Regions from separate parts of the Macaca mulatta genome. Here region 2 is linked to region 1. A link is a contact called in public Hi-C data. All regions are on one chromosome and are shown on one strand. The core of a region is the stretch at or near the end of the contact, and the rest is flanking DNA. Distances in the headings are between cores, read along the strand shown. Region 1 holds the start of PTMS (parathymosin). Region 2 holds the start of P3H3 (prolyl 3-hydroxylase 3).

What was found. A called contact is a pair of places that touch in the nucleus more often than the background predicts.
Region 2: a Hi-C map of CD4 T cells shows a contact between it and region 1, with 2.3 times the contacts expected there. The contact joins the promoter of P3H3 here to the promoter of PTMS in region 1. A contact is called at or near these places in 6 of 14 Hi-C or Micro-C datasets (CD4 T cells, cortical neurons, fetal cortex germinal zone and 3 more).

The regions. Positions count from the first base shown.
Region 1 is chr11:7,727,739-7,730,824 of T2T-MMU8v2.0, reverse strand. It overlaps PTMS (parathymosin), which reads right to left and starts at 1,550. Exons shown (of 5, transcript XM_077953447.1): 1 at 1,034-1,550. The coding sequence starts at 1,186.
Region 2 is chr11:7,791,912-7,794,997 of T2T-MMU8v2.0, reverse strand. P3H3 (prolyl 3-hydroxylase 3) reads right to left here and starts at 1,513. Exons shown (of 15, transcript XR_013400792.1): 1 at 984-1,513; 2 at 1-64. It overlaps GPR162 (G protein-coupled receptor 162), which reads right to left. Exons shown (of 5, transcript NM_001266769.1): 5 at 2,353-3,086. The coding sequence ends at 2,566.

The DNA.
Region 1 (3,086 bases), core at 301-2,800:
GCTCGGCAAGCTGGGTCTCTGGAAGAGGCGGCAGAGGCGCGCGGGGTGGGGCGGGGGTGGGTCTGGAGCGGAGACCCGCAGGGCTGCGGCCGTCCGGAGGGCGGGCGGAAGGGCGGTGCAGGCGGTGGCCGGCGCGCTCGGCCGCGGTCGCTCGGTCCCGGGCTTGCCACCCCCGCACCAGCAGAGCTGCCGCCGACCAGCCGCTGCCGCCCCCGGGAAGGGAACCCGCTTATAAGGCGGCGCTGCCCGACGGGAGGGGCTTCCCAGGGGTGGGGCAGGCGGGAGCGGGGAGGAGAGGAGAGGGGAGGGGGATGAAAGAGGAGGTTGGAGAGGTGGGGATAGGAGGATGAAAGCGAGGGGAGGGAGAGCTAGAGAGTCGGGAGGGAGGACGAGACCAGGAGGGGGAAATGGAGAGACTGACGGCCGCGGAGAAAGAGTGGGGCGAGGAGGTGGGAAGGGGTGGGGTTCCTGCGGGGAGGCACCTTTCCAAATCCCAACCTACTGCCTGCGAATGTGGAGTCTGGCTTTTGGGGGCGGACTGGAGAGGTGGCCAGAATCCTACTGACCCCAAAAAAAGCCCTGGGATTTTGTCAAAGGGTGGGGTGAGGGGAGCAGATGGGAAGATAGGGCAGGTATTTGAGAAACCAAAAGCTTAAAGAAGAGGAATAGGGTTCGGGCGCTCCTTCCACACCACGCCGGATTTCCCCCTCTCATCCTCCATCCACATTCTCTGGATGGCCTTGAGGGATGGGAGGGCAGAAAGGGCGGCCCAGCCTTCCCTCCCGCCAGATTGACACTTGTGACCCTTGCCGGGTGCCTGTCTTCCTGTCCCCGTGCTGTGAGCTGGAGGGAGTCAGGCCCCTGGTCTCCTTTGCTTCCAGCTCTCCTCCATCTTCTACCTCTCTTATTCGCCTGTCACCTCACTTTTATTCGCCTGGTCCTTCTATTTCTCTTCATCTGTCCTCAGTCATCTGTACCCAGACCCCTCCCTCACAACCAATTATAACTCGAATCGCTCCCATTCTTCTCTCACCTCTTCTCCACTCCTTACTGACCCTCTTCTGCCCTTACACCTCTGGTCTCTTTCCCTACCTTTCCCAGACAACCCTGCTCTTGTCTTATCTGAGTCAGGCACCTGGCCCTCTATTCTTGGCTGGCTTTCCTCAACTCCTCTTTCTGTCCTCATTTTTTACATTTGCCGTCCGTTAGCTTTTCTCATTCCTCTGCTGCCATCTTCCCTAGCCTTTCTGGGTTATATTTGCCTCCTTTGCAAATATAATACAGGTCCAGGTCTGGAGTTCCAGCCCCACCCTATTCCAGACATCCTCAGCTCCTCGCCCTCAATCTCGGTATCTTTGAGTCATTTTGAAAAGCTTGGGATTTCAGAAGGGAACAGGGGCTGGGTTGTGTATTAAAGGTCAGGAAGGTGGACGGGGTGGAAGGCTGGGGTTTGGAAAAAGTCCTTTGGTGTGCGTGCACTCCTATATTTGTCTGTCATTATCATTATTCCTCATCTTATTTTCATTTTATTAATAAAAAACCATTTTGATGATCATTATCATTATTTTGTGTTGGAGTGCTTAAATACACCATCTTTTGGTCCCTTGATGTACACGCCTCCCAGTTTCTCTTTCTGACTTTTCTATCAATATTTCATTCTCAGTCTCCTCAAAAATCTTGGGGCCCCACCCAGGATTTTTCCTTGCCGGACTCTATCTTTTCTGAGATCTTTCCATGTCCCTCTCTCAATCTGTTTCTCTGACTCACTGGCTGATGTCTTCAGCCGTCTCTCACCATCTCCATCTCTGTACTCCTCTTGCTTCATTTATCTCCCTCTCCTCGATCCTTTGCTACTCCCCCCCCAACCAACCCAGTCTCCCAGTCTCGCTCCCTCCCCATCAGGCTCTTTCCTCTCCCTCCCGCCTTCCTTTCCTCTTCCCTCCACTCCACCTCCCAGCCCCGCCTGCTGTCTCGGACACCCTGCTGGGCTCTTACCCTGTTGCCCTGGTAACCGCCCCCCACTCCGGTCACCTCCACTCCCCTCCCCCCTCCAATCACCGCCACCAACAACCTCCATCCACCTTCCTCCTATTTTTCCTGATAGCCAATAGAAACCCTGTTGCCAGGTGGAATGCTCATTTGAATCAGCCAATCCAGAAGCCTAACTGCTTGCCCTGCCTTATATGGGGATGTGAGATGGGCCACTCCCCCAACTCCAGCCCCACAGGGGACCAGCCCCTCCAGTGTCCCTTCTCCCCGCCCTAAAGAGAGGCTGGGACACTCCCTCTCACCCTTCCATAAGGGGCCTGGCCTCCCACTTCTCTAACTGGGACCACCAGGGTTAGCGTGGGCTGTGGGCCGGACTGTGGGCTGGGCCTCAGGGCTGGGGGTGGGAATGAGGTGTGATTAGGGAAGGGGAGGCGGAGGGAGCCGGGAATTTTGCCCAGGGAGGGGTGTCTGGGAGCAGAGGCAGCTGCAGTGGAAAATTCCAGAGAGATGGAGAGGCAGAGAATGGGAATCCTGCCCCAAAGCCCAAGGGAGTGCCTTGAGAATCTAAGAGCTTGGACACTAGGGTCCGAGGGACCCCAGGGAAAAGGTCTAGGAAGCTGGAGGCCTGGATCGAATTCCTTTCCTGCGTGGATGAAGCATCCTTTAGCCTTCTCTCTCTGGTTGGACAACAAGCCAGTCTTCTGAAGTCTTGGCTTCATGAGAAAGAAGCTGGAAGTGAGACTTGGGATGAATGTGGAGTGAGTGGGATCTGAAAGCCACCCGACAGTCCTAGGGGTTAGCCTCAAGCCTCTGGGGCCAACGGTGTTAAATGCCTGTGTTTGCTTTTCTCCATGGAACTATTTCTGAGGCTTTGTGGAGGCTTGCCTATTCCTAGAATTACCTTACTCTACAGTCCAATTGAGAATTTCTCCCACTGGTTGAATGGAGGAAACATGTGCTTCTTACACATTTTCTGAAAGTGGGAAAAAAGTGACCAGGTGAGAACAACGAAGGTCTGAGCCCCCCGGAAACGATGACTTCTGGCCTGACATCCTAGAAATTTACCTTGATACCATGTGTGGGAAGTGTTCAATTCT
Region 2 (3,086 bases), core at 264-2,763, 64 kb before region 1:
GGTGCATAGGGTTTGCTACAAAGAAGGTGTGTGCTGCGGCGGCTGCCAGATCCAGCTTCTTCAACTGAGGAGGCGGAGGGAGGAGGGCATCAGAGCCCTGGGATGGAGGTCACACCTCTGCTCCCTGGTCGGCCTCCCCACCCTACCCCAGACACACACTCTGGGTGCCCAAGAGCCTCATGGAAGACTGGCCAATAAGAACCGCCCACCGCCCAAATTGCAGACCCCCTAGAAGCCAGAACATTGGGACTCTCAGAAGGCTGACACCGAAGGAAAGGGGGTCTAAAGACGTAGGAGTTGGGTGGGACCTGGGCCTCAGGACTTCAGGCCCTCAATTTGGGAGACCAGGTGGAAGTGATGGGCTTAAGTGAGGTGGGGAAGCGGGGGAGACCTCAGCGACCAGCAAAACCCGCAGGTCTCTAGGACCCTGAGCTGAGGTGAGTGCAACCGGCGCCCCGCTTCCCCAGCCACGTAGGCAACTGCTGCGGTACCGGCGGCTGTGGCGTGCTGTCCCCTCCCTGCCCGCAGAGGTCTGGCCTCGGAGGCCTCCAACCTTGCCTCCGTCTGGTCCTTCCTTTCCGAAGCTACCTCCTGCCCCAAGCGAAGGTTCACACTCACCACCACCCCCGACACACACACACCCACGCACACTTCCCGTCCGACAGCCGGTTTCGCCCCCACCGCCTCCGCTTCATTCCTAGGAAGAGGCGGCCCTGTCCCTCCATCTTCGATCTGCTCCCGACCCGCCTCACGACCTCCCCGCCCCATTCCCACTCTGCTCGCACTCCCCCTCGGCTGCTCTTCCGCGATCTCAACAGGTCCTCGCGGTCGCTTAGCCAGCTCCAAAGCAGAGGCCGGCGGTACGCCCCCCAGCCCCGTCCGGGGTCCGGGCAACAGCATTCCGCCTACTACTGGGCATCGTAAAGTAGGACAGCGTCGTGGTGAGGGCTGGGACCCTCGGAGCTGCCCGGCCCGCTCCCCACCTGGTAATAGGCCCTCTGCAGGTAGTTGTAGGGCTCCCGACGGCGGAAGGCGTCCCGGAGCGTGCTCCCCACGCGAAGCCGCGCCGCGCCCCCGGGGCCCAGCCTCCGTGCTGCGCACTGGGTCAGGCAGTCTGCGCGGCGGAGCGCTGCACGGAGGAGCTGTCGCTCCCAGGACCCCTGCGTGGGTCCCGGCCCGGAGTCGGGCTCCGGGGCCCCGAGAAGCACGGCGGGGAGCGCGGCGCCCGGCTCGGCCGCGCAGCTCGCCCCGCAATCCAGCCGCACCCGGCCCAGCGCCGCCTGGCTCCGCAGCGCCTCCCGCAGCAGCGCCACGGCCGGCGCCCAAGCCCCGGCCGCGTAGGCGCGCAGCCCGTCCGCGTAGAGCAAGTCGGGAGCCTGCGGGGGCGCTCCCGGGGACAGCTGGGCCAGGCCGGGGGGCTCAGGGGACCCCGGGGGAGGCAGCAGCAGCAGTAACAGCAGCGGCCGGAGGAGCCGGAGCATGATGTCGGAGCCGCCGGCCGCCGAGGGGAAATGCGGGAGCCGAGAGGGAGGGAGAGGAAAGGGGGGAAGGGGGAGGGAGGGGAAGGAAGGAGAGGTGGAGAGGCGGAGGGAGAGGGAGAAGGAATGAGGGAGGCCGAGAGAGAGAGATAGGGCTGAGACCCGATGGTGGGAGAGGCCCATGTGAAAGATGGAGAAAGAAGAATGCCGAGTGGAGAAAGCTGATCTAGTGTGGAACGAGAGGGAGAAACTGGGAGGAAGGGGGCAAAAGGCGGGAACTGGAGCAGGCCTGGGCATCCATGGAGGACCAGCGGTGACTTCAGCCCCTGAGGTCTGGAGGTAACTGCTGGGGCAGTGTTCCCTCCACAAACACGCTTCTGGGTCCAGAAAAAGGACTGTGGACGTGGACCCCCGCTCCTCCCCCTCCCCCCTCCCCACACACACTCATCCACCCTTACACTCCTTTGGAGAAAGAGCTTTAAAATGCAGCAGGGAGGAGGTGTCCAGGCCCGGGACACTACGTCAGCCCCAAACCCTTTTCTGCCCATAAAGTGAGCCCCTGGATGGATTTGGGGTTAGAAGGAGAGTTGGGCACTGGGACTGGAGCCACGCTCTAAAATCACCTCAACAAATCTGAACAGAGATCCTTCACACCCCAAACCAACAAAGACATGTGTGTCCTCAAGCCCTGCCCCCAGCAGGATATGCTCCTCCCAGCCTTCCCTGTGCGAGGCTGCCTGGTGGAGCGTGTGATCTTTTCTCCACGTGTCCTTCTGTGCCTCTGTCTGCTGCCCCTGCTCTGTCGTGTCCTCTGTGAGCCTCTCCACCCTCCAAGCCCCTTTCCATCGCAGTACACTGGACGCTGAGGTTTCCATGGCAACATTTCAGACTTTAATACATATTGCTAGGGGTGATGGAAGGTGAGTAGGGCATCTGGTCACTTGGATGGGAGAGAGCAGGGCCTTCTGAGCCCCAAATCTAGCGCCCATCTCCCCAGAGTCTGGAGGCAGCTGCCCTACTCTCAGGGCCAGAATGAGGTGTTACTCACTCAGGCTTCCTCCTCTGAGTTCAGCAGGCCTGCTTGGGCTCACAGGGTCAGCTGGGGAAAGATAGGGTTGCCTGGGCCCCAGGATCCTCCCCAAGCCCTTGCACTTTCTTCGGCCCCCGTCAGGGAGCAGCGTCTCCCTGCACTTAGTCCCAAAGGAAGTCCAACGGCTCTGCTCTCAGGGGACCCAAGGGAGAGTCGGCGGGGTGAGAGGCCCAGTGGCCGGGGCCGACGAGGAGAGTGCCCTGGTGAGGCAGTCGGAGAAGGCAGAGGTGTCTCATCGATGAAGGTGGTGATCTCCTCCCGGAAGAAGCCAGGGCCCCGTGGGGGTCCCCCACCTGACCCCAGAACCCCACTCTCCAAGAATTGGCGAAGGCTGGCCAGCCCCCCACCACCTTCAGCCTCCTCCTCGTCCGCCTCATCCTCCAACCTGTGTCTTTGTCCCAGGTACTCAGGAGGACCCCCGAGGGCCCGGCTTTGGGCTGGGAGGACCCGGATGTCATCAGAGGATGACCACTTGTGCAGGAAGGAGCCTGGTTCCCGAGGGGTAGAGAAGATGTTTG